Linked DNA regions of Sus scrofa: region 2 is linked to region 1. A link is a contact called in public Hi-C data. All regions are on one chromosome and are shown on one strand. The core of a region is the stretch at or near the end of the contact, and the rest is flanking DNA. Distances in the headings are between cores, read along the strand shown.

Region 1 (7,178 bases), core at 3,667-6,166:
CAGCTAAAATGAATCTAACTAGGAACCAAGAGGTTGTAGGTTCGATCCCTGGCCTTGCTCAATGGGTTAATAATCTGGCGTTGCAGTGAGCCGTGGTGTAGGTTGCATATGCAGCTCAGATCCCAAGTTGCTGTGGCTGTGGTGCAGGCCGGCAGCTGTAACCCAATTGGACTCCTAGCCTGGGAACCTCCATATGCCAAGGGTGCAGCCCTAAAAAGCAAAAGAAAAGAAAAGAAAACTGACAGACTACTGTAAATCAACTATAATAGAAAAAATGAAAATCATTAAAGAAATTAAATTAAAATTAAAAAAAAATAAAGTACTGCCAATTGACAAGGCTACTTTTCATTCTAATATACTGGAACCTAGAGTTCCCTTCGTGGCTCAGTGGTTAACAAACCCGACTAGGAACCATGAGGTTGTGGGTTCGCTCTCTGGCCTTGCTCAGTGGGTTAAGGATCCGGCATTGCCGTGAGTGTGGTATAGGTCAAAGATACGGCTCGGATCTGGCACTGGCTGTGGCTCTGGCATAGGCTGGCAGCAACAGCTCCGATTAGACCCCTAGCCTGGGAACCTCCATATGCCGTGGGTGCGGCCCTGGAAAAGACAAACTTTATATATATATATATATAAACACACACACATACATATATACATATACATACTGGAACCTTATTATAACAGTATTTCCTATAAAACAGTAATCAATATAAAATGGATCCAACCTCAATCCATGGAGTTTAGGTTCTGCAATTTCGACTACTCCCACTTTTCAACTGGTTCACATTTTGTTGTGTGGCTAAAAGAGAACTTAAACCTTCACGATTTCCCCCAACTTCCACATAAACAAAAGGAAGAGATCATAAATAGTAACCCTGGCATTACAAAAAAACTCTACTAAAAAATCTCACTGCATGTGGTTTCAGCGAGAAAATGGAGACAAGATGGCTTTATAGCTTATACTTTTAAACAAATATATAAATGTATATATTTCTAAATTTTATATCATTACAAAAAGTCTCTAAATTTCAAGTGTTTAAAATATCTGAAAATTGGAGTTCCCGTCGTGGCGCAGTGGTTAACGAATCCGACTAGGAACCATGAGGTTGCGGGTTCGGTCCCTGCCCTTGCTCAGTGGGTTAACGATCCGGCGTTGCCGTGAGCTGTGGTGTAGGTTGCAGACGCGGCTTGGATCCCGCATTGCTGTGGCTCTGGCGTAGGCCGGTGGCTACAGCTCCGATTCAACCCCTAGCCTGGGAACCTCCATGTGCCGCGGGAGCGGCCCAAGAAATAGCAACAACAACAACAACAACAACAACAACAAAAAAAAAAGACAAAAGACAAATAAATAAATAAATAAATAAAATATCTGAAAATTAATATGAAACAGTGAGAAAACACCGAATAGGAATCAAAATTACACTCTTACTTTCCATCATTCTACTAGTTATTGACAGAAGTGATATCAGTCATATCTATTTCCTAACTTGCAAAATGAAGCTTCGTATTTCATATCTCCTAAAAAATAACCAATATGTGAAGTACTTCAAGTTTCCTACAGGCAAATGAAAAATGAAATTAAGACATAACAAAACCCATAGCAGTCTTTGGGAAATAAGTCATTCTACACAGCTTAGGGTTTGCCCTGTTAACAATTTTTAAAATATTTTGGTTGGATATTATTCTAAACAATACTATCCACTTCTTCACATTAAATAGGATATACTGACTATTTAACCATTTCCTCATCAATCAGGATCACAGTTATAAATATCAATTACTGGTGTACAAAGATATCCTGCAGGTGGTTGACCGAGGTCCAGTTACCTGAGAACTGTCCCAAACAGTGAGAAATGCCATATTATGATGGCTTTATATAGCAACAGCTTTATACAGCAACAGTTTTATATGACAACCTTTTGATCATTCATTTATTCACTCTAACATTTATTCAGTGCTTACTATGTGCCAGGCACTGCTAGATACTGAAGACAGCTACGGACTTCAGTCTAGTAGGGAGAGGCAGACTATGAGAAACAAGCATACGTTATGCTAGGATTGCTGTGCTTATTTCATGGACCTGTGCAACTAAGGCACAAAGCAAGAAGTGGTTCCTCAGTGTGCTGGAGAACTGCACTTCCACACATCATCATCACTACCACCTCCTCATCCTCCACCCCCCTTTTTGTTTGTCCAACACATCCCAGGCCAGGGACTGAACCAGCGCACAGCTGTAACCAGAGCCACAGCAGTGATGACAGATCTCAACCCACTAAGCTATGAGGAAACTGCCCTCATCGCACAACAGCACTAAACCCAAAGCCTGAGGCAGCGATCCTCAAAACCAAACCCTAACAACTATGTAAATCAGGTTTGCGATTTTCCCACAAACCTTGATTCCTAGAAGAGCTATGCTTGGCTAGCCTGAAGTTACGGCCTGGTGTCGTTCATAATATTTGGAAGCCTTGCATAAGATACTTGTCTAGAACAGCTCTGCATATATCATTTCAGAGGTCAAGTCTTACAAAGATTAATGGATAATTAGAAGCTAAAAGATGGGAACTTTGCTTTCACAATTCTTAATGCATAGATCTCCATTAATGCTACCCTGTTTCTCCTACAAGAAATCAGCAAGTAAATAAGGTGGATATGAACACTATCTTAAAAAGGGGTCGGAGTTCCCATCATGGCACAGTGGTTAACGAATCCGACTAGGAACCATGAGGTTGCAGGTTCGATCCCTGGCCTCACTCAGTGGGTTGAGAACCTGATGTTGCCGTGAGCTGTGGTGTAGGTCGAAGACGTGGCTCAGACCCCGCGTTGCTGTGGCTCTGGTGTAGGCCTACAGCTCCGATTAGACCCCTAGCCTGGGAACCTCCACATGTCACGTGAGCAGCCCTAGAAAAGACAATAAATAAATAAACAAATAAAATTTTTAAAAAATAAAAAAATAAAAAGGGGTCAAAGGAGTTCCCATCATGGCTCAGTGGAAATGAACCTGACTAGGATCCATGAAGACGCAGGTTCCATTCCTGGCCTTGCTCAGTGGGTGAAGGATCCAGTACTGCTGTGAGCTGTGGTGCAGGTCGAAGACATGGCTCAGATCTGGCGCTGCTGTGGCTGTGGTGTAGGCCAACGGCTACAGCTCCAATTTGAACCCTAGCCTGAGAACCTAAATATGCCACAGGTGTGGCCCTAAAAAGACCAAAAACTAACTAAATAAATAAGGGTTAAAAACAAAATACTGAAATGCATGGGAATTTTGTCGTTATGCTACATTTTGGTAAAATAGAATTTTTAAAAATTGGATTTACTAGCCCAATCAAATCCAAGGTAATTTAATTATTCTAGCACTTCTCAGAAGTCCTTGGGACCAGGTACTTTTGAGTCTTTATACCACTGTTATAAATCAAGGATAGGAGAAGCAAAGTGAAAACTAAGCCATCTACTACTCAGCCATAAAAAAGAAAAAAATAATGCCATTTGCAGCTACGTGGATGGAACTAGAGACTCTCATACTAAGTTAAGTCAGAAAGAGAAAGACAAATACCATATGGTAGCACTTATATCTAGAATGTAATATATGGCACAAATAAACCTTCCACAGAAAAGAAACTCACCGACTTGGAGAAGAGATTTGTGCTTGCTGACAGGGGGTGGGGTGGGGGCGGGGGGGTGGAGTGGAGGGATGGACTGGGAATCTGGGATTAATAGATGCAAACTATTGCACTTAGAGTGGATAAGTAATGAGATCCTGCTCTATAGCACAGGAAACTATATCTAGTCACTTAGGATGGAACATGATGGAAGATAATGTTAGAAAAATAATGTATATATACATATGTGTGTGTATATGCGTGACTGGGTCACTGCTGTACAGTAGAAAACTGACGGAACACTGTAAACCAACTATAATGGAAAAAAACTTTTTTAAATCATTAAAATCAAAATTAAAAAAAAAAAAAGAAACTAAGCCATCCAACTCTGCAGTCAGACTCGGACTTCAGATGTGCCAGGTAACCTGATTCATTCAATTCTCTTCACAAATGACTAACAACGCTCCAAGGTGCCAGGCCTTTCAGATGTTACAGGAACAAAACTATCATCAAGATTCTGATTTTATAAGCTATTTTACCGAACTCAGGTAAATTCCCAAATCTCTCTAAATCCTGGTTTCCATGTCTGTTAAATGAGATAAACTTTATACTGTACTCATTGTACCCTTGCTTTGTGCCAGGCACTTTCTAAATGCTTTGATCCACATATCTTTAAGTGGTAGGTCTACACCTGTCTGTCACACCTTATAACGAAGATGAAATAAGTTATTTGTGAACTATTTTGCATAGTGCTTGACAGAAGGAAGAACTCCAAGTTAGCTACTGTTGTCATTAAAATCAGTTACTGGTCATTTCTCAAATTTTACAAAAGCTGTGCACGATTAGGTAAAAGCTAAGGTTCAGATAAGGTGACAGCCAGAGGAATTTTGCCACAATTTTGTCACCGGCGTGAAAGTTCTCGTTGCCACACTCCCCCCATACATCCCACCGGGGCCAACCCGAGCACACTCGCCGAGTGATGCGAGGAATGTGCAGGTCCGCTAGTCCAGGAGAGCTCGGAGGCCCACAGAGCCCACCAAGGCCCCTTCCAGCTGCTCCCCTACCTCCCACCAGGGGCAGACCCGGCTCGCTCACCGCAGCAGTTCCATGCAGTAGCGGTCCGTGCCCGAGGCACCCGATCCGCTCGCCGCGGCCACGCTTCGCCCTGACCCCGCGGACCCCGGCAGCCGCCGTGCGCGGGCCCACAAACCGCCGGGCGGCCGGCGGCGGCACAGGCCCGGAAGGCCAAGCCGTAGCGGGCCCCACGCCGAACCCAGCATGGAGGCGGCCATGACACCGACGCCGCGTGCCCTTTGACCCCGGGCTGTTGGCGCCCGGCCACGCCACGCCCCCAGCAGGTCCCGCCTAGCTTCTCCTAGTTGCTAGAAGGCGAACTGCGAATGCCACTCGGAGAAGAGCCAGGTGTCGCTGTGGTCCTCTACAAATGCGCCGCCGCCGCACTCCTCGGCCTTATAGGTTCCAGGAAAGCCCCGCCTAAGACGGATCTTGGCCTCTCCTCATCCCTTCCAGGTCCTTCTGAAGATATATTTATCAAGGTAGGAGGATAGAGAATAACTGACAGTTTACTAGCTTGATTTGCAAATTTTAAATATTTATTCACATGGTATGTGAGCCTTCTTTGGTACTCTTACACTCAGGCCCCTCAAATGTTACAGGTGGGTCTAGTTGCCACGAACTGACCTGGTCCAAGCCGGCAGCTGCCTGCCTCTCGATCTCAGTGACACCTCTTGCCTCCAGATTTGCTCAAACTTTTCTTGTTGCAGCCACGCAAGTTCTTTCTAAAATATACCTCTGATCATGACTCTTACCTGCTTGACACACTTTACTGCGTGTTGGGTAAAACCTTTCAAAGCCTGTTTTTACCTTTCAGCCCTACCCCTAACTATTAGCATTTGTAACTCCAGCTTAATTTTGCCCCTCAAACTGCACCTAAGAGCTAGACCTGGAGTCTGGACCTAAGAGCTCTAGCCAATTCACCCTGCTCTGATTTTACTTCCTGAGACTGCCTCTTTTCCGCTAATGCGGGACCTCAGTCCCTGCTGCATCTCTTTTTTTCCCTGGGCTTCTGTCCTTTAGCTCTGACAGTTACACACTAGTCTTTCTGATACCAAAGTTTAAAGCTCCATTAAAAAAAAAAAAAAAAATCACGTATCTACATCTCTACTTCTGGTCTTCTGCCTGTCTGGATTTTTCCATCTCAACATCCTACCTTTATTTCAAAGTCCTTATGTCTAAAAACCAAATCAAACTAACTAATCTTCTTAGTCTCTTCATTTTTCTGGCCACTGTCCCCCTTCTCATAACTAGGGGAAACATTATGGAGTCATCCTTTCATATTCATACCTAACTGGTGAGGTCATATCATTTTTTTTTTTCCATTCTGTGGCAGCATAGTTGGTATAGCACTACCTGGATTCATATTCTGGCTCTGCCTCCTATCTCTGTGACCTTAGGTGACAGACTTACTTTTTCTTATGCCTCAAATTCCTCTGCTATGAAATGGAAATAATAGTAGAACCTCTCTCATAAAGTTCTGTTGAGAATTAAATGAATTAATACATTTAAGGCACCTAAGGTAGTGCCTGGCCTATAAACAGCACTCAAAACAAGTCAACCATGTAGGAAAAACATATAGAAAGATAGTTTACAATAACCAAAAAGATTGCTGGGTACTCAATGGAACCTTAGACATTGTCCGCATTATCTAATTATGTGGGGTCTTTGTGCCTTTCATTGTCTTTGAACTATTTTACAATTCTGTAAGTGGTAGACTATTGACAATAATGCAAATTATTCTTGTCCATAAATATGCAAATTATATCCTTTGGTGAGCCATTTGATTATTGTCTGTTGGATACTGACCAGTTTTGCAAGTTTTCATATCTTTTAAGCAGATTTACTTAAGCATTCCTGACCGCCTGTGTAAGTCTAGTAGTTTGAATACTTCTTTGAATTGGTTGCAATATTTTACTGGTTCCCCCACTAACTAAAGAGTTCAATGAAATTTTTGACATATGTTGATTTTTACTTCTGTATGAGAGTCTTGACTGTACAGTTTTGTTAAAAATTATTTTTTTAACAGCTGTCATTAGTTATTATTAACTTCTCTTTTGTTTTATTTCTAATACCTAGTTTCACATCTTTCTGATGGGTCTGTTTCTTTTGTTTTATTGTCTCTAGGCCAGTCAATCTATATATATTAAAAAAATACAGCCATATCTAGTAATTCTAGTAATCATAAATGCATACTAAAAGTGTTATGAGCCTGAAGACAGAATTTCACTTAATGGCAATAGAGGAAAAATTAAGAACTTTTAAAATTATTCTATGGATAACACACTATCACCAGCTAACATTTATTGAATAGCTATTATTTGCTAATCTTTAATTAATTTTTTTGGAATTATGAGCACATGAAATGATTTCCTTAATGTAACTTCTTGGTATCAAAATAATTCCCTGGTGGCTCAGTGGGTTGAGGATCCAGCATTGTCACTGCTGAGACTCTGTTTACCACTGTGGCAGAGATTCGATCCCTGGCCCAGAAACTTCTGCATGCCG
Region 2 (6,838 bases), core at 3,066-5,565, 38 kb after region 1:
TAGAGAGCACATTTAAGCAGAGGGCACCATAGGGCAAAGTGCCCACCTGTGACACAAAGGAGCAAGGCTCATCTGAGAACAAAGAGAAGTGCCAGTGTGGAGGACAGGGATGCTGGAAGGACAGTGGTCTTAGTAGCCAGTGGGGGGTGGCCGGGGCAGACCAGGGGAGGCTTTGTGGGCCAAGTTAAGGATTTTGGTTTATATCTTAACAGCAGGTGGTGGAGTTCCCACTGTGGCATAGCGGGTTAAGAATATGACTGCAGTGGCTTGGGTCATTGCAGAGGCATGGATTCAATCCCTGGCCAGGGTTAAAGGATCCAGCATCGCGGCGGCTGTAGTACAAGTCACAGCTATGGCTTGAATTCAGTCCCTGGCCTGAGAACTTCTGTATGCCATGGGCATAGCCATAAAAAAACAAACAAAAAATAGAGCAGGTGGGAAACCAACAGAGTTTTCATTCAGGGAAGGATGAGGATGGGGATGGATGCAGTCAGATGTCAGAACATCAGATGTTTGGGAAGATTACTCTGGGGACAATTGGGAGACTGAATTGGAAGAGGGTATTGTGGAAATCCAGGTGAGAGAGAGTGAGGCCATTACCTCTGCTGGTGGCAGTGAGGATGGAGGGTAGTGAAGGTGTTAAGAGTGATGTAGGAGCCAGAACAGGACTTGGCAGTGCATTGGTCAGGGAGTCGGGGGGGATGGGGGGGTCATGAAGTGCCAGGATGGTGCCTGGTTTCTGGTCTGAACAAATGAGTAAGGTATTCATTGAGCTAGGAAAACATGGTGAGCCGGGTATTGGTTAATTTGTGTCCCCTCAAAAAAGATATTGAAGTTCCCATTGTGGCTCGGTGGATTAAGAACCCAACTAGTATCCATGAGGATTCCGGTTCAATCCCTGACCTCGCTCAGTGGATTAAGGATCTGGCATTGCCATGAGCTGTGGTGTAAGTCACAGAGGGGGTTTGGATCCCGTGTCGCTGTAGCTGTGGTGTAGGCCGGCAGCTACAGCTCTGATTCAACCCCTAGCCTCGGAACTTCTATATGCCCTAAAAAGAAAAAGAAAAAAAAAAAAAAAAAGATGCAAATCCTAATCCCAGTACCTCAGAATGTGACACTGTTGGGAATTAGGAACTTTACAGAGATAACCAAGTTAAATGAAGTCATTAGGGTGGGGCTTAATCCAAAATGGAAAATTTGGACACAGAGACATGTGTAAAGGGAAGACCATGTGAAAACTCAGGAAAAACAAGTCAAGGAATTTCTGAGGCTACCAGAAGGCTAGGAGAGAGGCTTGGGACAGGTAGTTCCTCATTGCCCTCAGGAGGGACCAACCCTGCCAACACTTTGATTTTGGACTTCCAGCCTCCAGAACTGCAAGACTATAAATTTCTGTTATTTAAGCCATCCAGTTTATGGGACTTTGTTATGCAGCCTTAGTGAACTCATACGGGGATGAAAATCAGAAATTTGACCCTGGACAAGTGAGTTTAAGGAGCTTGTTTGAGAAGCAGTATAGCAAAATGGTGGAAAGCCTGGGCTCCAGAGCCATCTCCTTGAGTGTAAACCTAGCTCTGCTTTTTTTTCTTTTCTTTTTCTTTCTTTTTTTTTTTTTTTAACCTATCTCTGCTTTTGACCAGCCCTGGGAGCACATGCAAGTTCCCATAAGTCTTTTAGCCACAGTCTCATTTGTAACTAGGAATTTGTTAACTACCTTTCTCATACAGTTGTTAGGAAGAACAAATGAGCTGATTGCAAAGGACAGAAAACAGTGCCTGGTCCATAGGAAGCACTATAGAAGAGTTTATTTCAATGTTGACAACTACATGAAGCATCTAAGTATTGAAGAGCTTTCTGCATTTTAAAATTGGGAGTCACTGGCATGTAACTGAAAGCGCAGGGAAGAACACAATGGCCGAGAGAGGTGGTGAGATTCACCAGCTGGAGGTAGCAGTAGGATGAGCAAGGAAGAGAGAGGCTTAAAGGATTAGAAGAGATTTGAAATCACCATTGAGAAAATGAAAGGAGAAGCAAAGGTGAGTTGGAACGTTGTCTGGCCATGCAGAGGGAGTGTTGAAAGTCGGCCAACTTGAACTTTCCTTGCACCGGTTTGCCCTGGAGCACTGTTCAGCTCCTGGAGTCAGATGTGGAGAAAGCACAGAAAGAGGGCCTGGCCCTGGATTAGGATTTTCCCAGGTCATACAAAATTGAAGGGGCAGGAGAATTTAAGGCTGAAGAGGCAGAGGCTACCGGGCAGGCGGGGGGGGGGGGGGGGCAGCGTTCTGGAGGTGGGGGAGGAGTGGCAGGCCAGGTGAGCAGCTGAAAAGTAAAGAACTTTGCTGTGTGCTCCATACCCTTGTCCAGGGAGCATTTTAAAATTATAACTCCAACCACATCCCTCCCTGTGAACCCACCAATTTAAGTATCAACTGAGCTTACATTTAAAACCTTCCCCAGAAGGGCCCAAAGTCATCACTTTAAAAACATTCCCAAAAAGGGGGCCCTCCTACACTGCTGGTGGGATGTAAGCTGGTGCAACCACTATGAAGAACAGTATGAAGTTTCCTTAAAAATCTAAATATAGATCTACCATATGATCCAGCAATCCCCACTCCTGGGTAAATATCTGGAGAAAACCATTATTTAAAAAGATACATGCACCCGATGTTCATTGCAGCACTACTTACAGTTGCAAAGATACGGAAGCAACTTAAATGTCCATCAGCAGAGGACTGGATAAAGAAGGTGTGGTACATGTATATACAATGGAGTATTAGCTGTAAAAAAGCAAAATGATGTCATTTGCAGCAACATGGATGGACCTAGAGATTATCATACTAAGTGAAGTAAGTCAGAAAAAAACAAATATATGAAATCACTAATATGTGGAGTCTAATACAATGATACAATAGAACTTACAAAACAGAAACAGACTCAACGATTTTGAAGCCAAAATTGCGTTTACCAAAAGGGAAATGGGGGAGCAGATAAATTAGGCAGTTGGGAGTGATATATACACACTGCTATATATAAAATAGACAGGTAACAGGGACCTACTGTATAGCACAGGGAAATGTACTCAATTCCATGTAATAACCTATATGGAAAAATAATCTGAAAAGGCATGGATGTATATGTATAACTTATTTACTTTGCTGTATACCTGAAATTAATAGAACTTTGTAAGTCAAGTGTATTCCAATAAAATGTTTTAAAAGAAATATCTCCAAATTTTCCATCATCTTTTGCCCCCTCTGTACTTGTGCTGAACCCAATTGGACCATATGTATCTCCATTGCTTTCTCACCTCTATACCACTGCTTATGTATTTGCTCCATGAGGAATGCTTTCTCCATGACACAAATCACCCCTTTTATCAGTGTTCTTATGGTACTAAATGCACATCTCTATTACAGCCCTCGTCACATTTTATTGTAATTTTTTCTTTACACTTGGAGAGGTTATCTGTTGTGCCCAACATCCCTTCCTCCCGGGCCTCTCCCTTCCTTGAGTAACAGGTTCGCCCTGCAGTTAAAGCAAGGACCCTTCTCACTCATTGTGGATCTAACTAGGGTGGTTCTCAAATGTGGCTCCAGGACTGTCTGGCTGTAATTATAGGCACATGACCCAAACGGGGCCAATCAGCATTTCTTCTCAGGATCATATCTGTGGAAAGTGAAAAGATCTCTCTTTAGGTCTACTAGGTGAGGTGACATAAACCACAAGTTCTCTATGGCTGATTTCCACACCATGACTTCTAACCATTACCACATAGAGGAAGCCCAATTGTAATGGGGGAAAAAAAAAAAGAGACCCAAACAGAGATTACATTATTTGACTTCTGAGATCCACTTACACCTGATGCCCTCCTGGGCCTCGCAATTGTATAGGCCATTCAAGTGCCTCCTTTGCTGAAGTTGGTATAAGCTGGTTTCATTTACTTGCCCCCAATAGGATCTCAATGAATTCACATTATTTCCTCTGCTAGAGTCTAGGTCCTCAACTAGATGCAGAGTCTGTGACCCAGCATCTTGTGTAACGGGTGCTCGGTAATGTGAAATAAATGTTGAAATCCTAACAATCATTCCAGGTCCAATTCAAACTTCATTTACTGGTATAAGAATTTCACTGAATTCCCCCCGCCCCCAAATCAATTATGATCACCTTCGGGAGCCTAAAGCCTGTGACACCTGGTGGCACTTTAGAGATTGTTTCACGTTTTAGTTATGTTCTTGGCCATCTCTCCCTACCAGATAACAAGTGAGTTGGATGCAAGACTTGAGTCTGTGTAGGTGGTGCTCTCTAAGAGTTAACTGTTTACCATTGCACTCCTGTGTGCCAGCTGTTGTGCGGAGGAAAAAGAAAGTTAGGTGAGAGAGTTTCCACCCTGAGGTGCTTGTAGCACATGTTCAACAAATAATGTCCTGAATTGCCTTGTCCTGACTAGAAAATGAATAGAGAAGAAAGTAAGCAACATAATATCCCTAATGGAGAAACAGCGCTCTAGACAGAGAGCAAACGATATTTTTATCAGGAAGTGTCCAAAGAATGCGGAACGAGCTCGGAAACATTTTATAAATAGATCAGGAACCAAATATACTGGAAATATAAAACCACTCATAAATAAAGTCAAAGGCAACATTTCCCTGAACATGATCTAACAACTGTAGGAGTCACTACATCTTCTTTTCATCGTCTCCAAATTTCTTCCCACCTAAATAAGGATAGGTTCATCTGACCCTCTGTGTGTGTCTAACCGTGGATAAGCACAATGGTTATAAAATGCTCTGCTTCCAAAGAACGCTTGATGAAGCTTATTACACTGTTCCAACTATTCCTCAGTGTTAAATATGGTGGCAGAACTTTGACTCTGAGGCCCCCCTCCCCCAACAGAGACTTGCCATCTGCAGATGCTCAGGGACTTATGGGTTGAGTCCCCAAGGTGCGATCATATCAAACTTCCTTACATTGTTTCCTCCCCTGCTCCGTTTAGAGGTTTAGGAGCCCAGTCTTGGCCAGCCAAACAGGAGCAAATGTTTATGCAAGACTACAGGAATCTTACTTAGTTTAATCTTTAGACAGCCTTCGGGGAATCAGGCAAAAAGCATCTGGGCAGATCCACTCAAAAGTGATTAGGTCATGTCAGCAGTAATAGCATTGTTCCGTGTCCTCACTCGCCTGAAAGCTTTCCTGTTGCAGTTAAGATGCAGGGAGACCAGCAGGCTGGCTGCCTGGTCAGATGTCATCACAGAGTGGCATTACCAAGGTGAGGCACCGGGAGTTCCCATTGTGCACAGTGGAAACTAATCCGACTAGTATCCAAGAGGATGCGGGTTCAATCCCTGACCTCGCTCAGTGGGTCAAGGATCCGGCGTTGCTGTGAGTTGTGGTGTAGGTCACAGATGCAGCTCAGATCCCACATTGCTGTGGCTGTGGCGTAGGCCAGCCCGGGAACTTCCATATGCTGCGGGTGCAGCCCTAAAAATTAAAAAAAAAAAAATAGTATCCAAAATATGGCACCAAAGGCTTAGGGCCTCAACTTTTCTGGATCAAAAACTTGATTAGACCTGCTCTTTCAAGATAGATGTATTAGTCAGAGTTCTCCAGAGACTAGGATATAAAAGGAGATTTAGTGTAGAAATTGACTTACGTGGCTATGGGAGCCAAGAAGTCCCACTGTCTATAAGCCAGAGAACCAAGAAGGCTGGTGCTGTAATTCTGTCTGAGTCCAGAGGCCTGAGAGTGGGGAAAGGGGGTGATGGTTAAGTCCCTGTGTGGGTAGGCAGACTCAAGAACCAATGTCCTCTGTATCCAAGGACAGGAAGAGATGGATGTGTCAGTTCCAGTTGAGAGAGCAGATTACTCTTCCTTTGCCTTTTTTTTAAAAAACACTTGGCAGCATATGGGAGTTCCCAAGCTAGGAATCGAATCAGCATTGTAGCTGCCAGCCTATGCCACAGCTGCAGCAATGCCAGATCCAGGCCGTGTCTGTGACCTATGCCACAGTGCATGGCAATGCCAGATCCTTAACCCACTGAGTGAGGCCAGGGATCAAACCAGAGTCCTCATGGATACTAGTCGGGTTTGTTAACCACTGAGCCATGACGGGAACTCCTGCCTTTGGTGAGAGCAACTTTCACTCAGTCTGCTGATTCAAGTGCTTATCTCTTTCAGAGATACCCTCACGGTCCCTCTAAGAAATAATGTCGGACCAGCTACTTGTCCATCCCTTAGTCCAATGAAGTTTGATACATGAAATTGACTATTCTAGTGTGGTTAATCAAGCATCGGAAAACTGAGTTGCACTCCCCCAAAACATTTCCCAGAGGGTCAGAGATTCAACCAACCTGAATTTCAGTCCTCCTTTCCTAATGAAATACACTTTATGCTCGAAAAGCGTCAGGTTTTTTTTTTTCCACTTATAAAAAGAGGGTATTTTGGAATTCCCCAAGTAGCACTGTGGATTAAGAACTCAACTGCAGCTGCTAGGGTTGGTGTGGAGGTACAGGTTCGATCCCAGGTCCAGTGCAGTGGGTTAAAGGATCCAGTGTTGCTGCAGCTGAGGTGTAGGTTGTGGCTCAGATTCTTTCCCTGGCCAAGGAAATTCCATATGCTGCAGATGTGGCCATTTAAAAAGTGGGGAGGGATTTGTATGTTATATACTTTTACCATTGTTTGAATTTTCTTTACAACAGTCATGTTTTACTTTTATATTAAACTATGCCTTTTGAATTACTGCAGCAAATCATTCATCTATGAGACCAATTTTTAGTTCTGTGAAGGTAGTTTTGCCTGACCCTTGTACCTCAGTATGTAGCACAACATCTTAGACTTTATA

Evidence for each region. Hi-C and Micro-C count contacts between places; a contact is called where the count stands out from the background.
Region 2: a contact with region 1 is called in a Hi-C map of skeletal muscle, with 2.3 times the contacts expected there. The contact joins the enhancer-like site here to the promoter of NDUFAF6 in region 1. A contact is called at or near these places in 1 of 5 promoter capture datasets (liver) and 4 of 47 Hi-C or Micro-C datasets (fibroblasts, liver and skeletal muscle).

Annotation. Positions count from the first base shown.
Region 1 is chr4:41,650,766-41,657,943 of Sscrofa11.1, forward strand. NDUFAF6 (NADH dehydrogenase (ubiquinone) complex I, assembly factor 6) reads right to left here and starts at 4,917. Exons shown (of 9, transcript XM_001925041.6): 1 at 4,692-4,917. The coding sequence starts at 4,888. It overlaps LOC106510020, which reads left to right and starts at 4,997. Exons shown (of 5, transcript XM_013996593.2): 1 at 4,997-5,152.
Region 2 is chr4:41,689,351-41,696,188 of Sscrofa11.1, forward strand. All of the region lies in intron 3 of LOC106510020, which reads left to right. Among named protein-coding and RNA genes, the nearest start is that of NDUFAF6, 37 kb to the left of the region's middle. Within about 2 kb of position 4,316, at least 8 of the 83 cell types and tissues checked have an H3K27ac peak or open chromatin away from gene starts, as enhancers often do. A contact at or near this core is called in skeletal muscle, where this site is marked.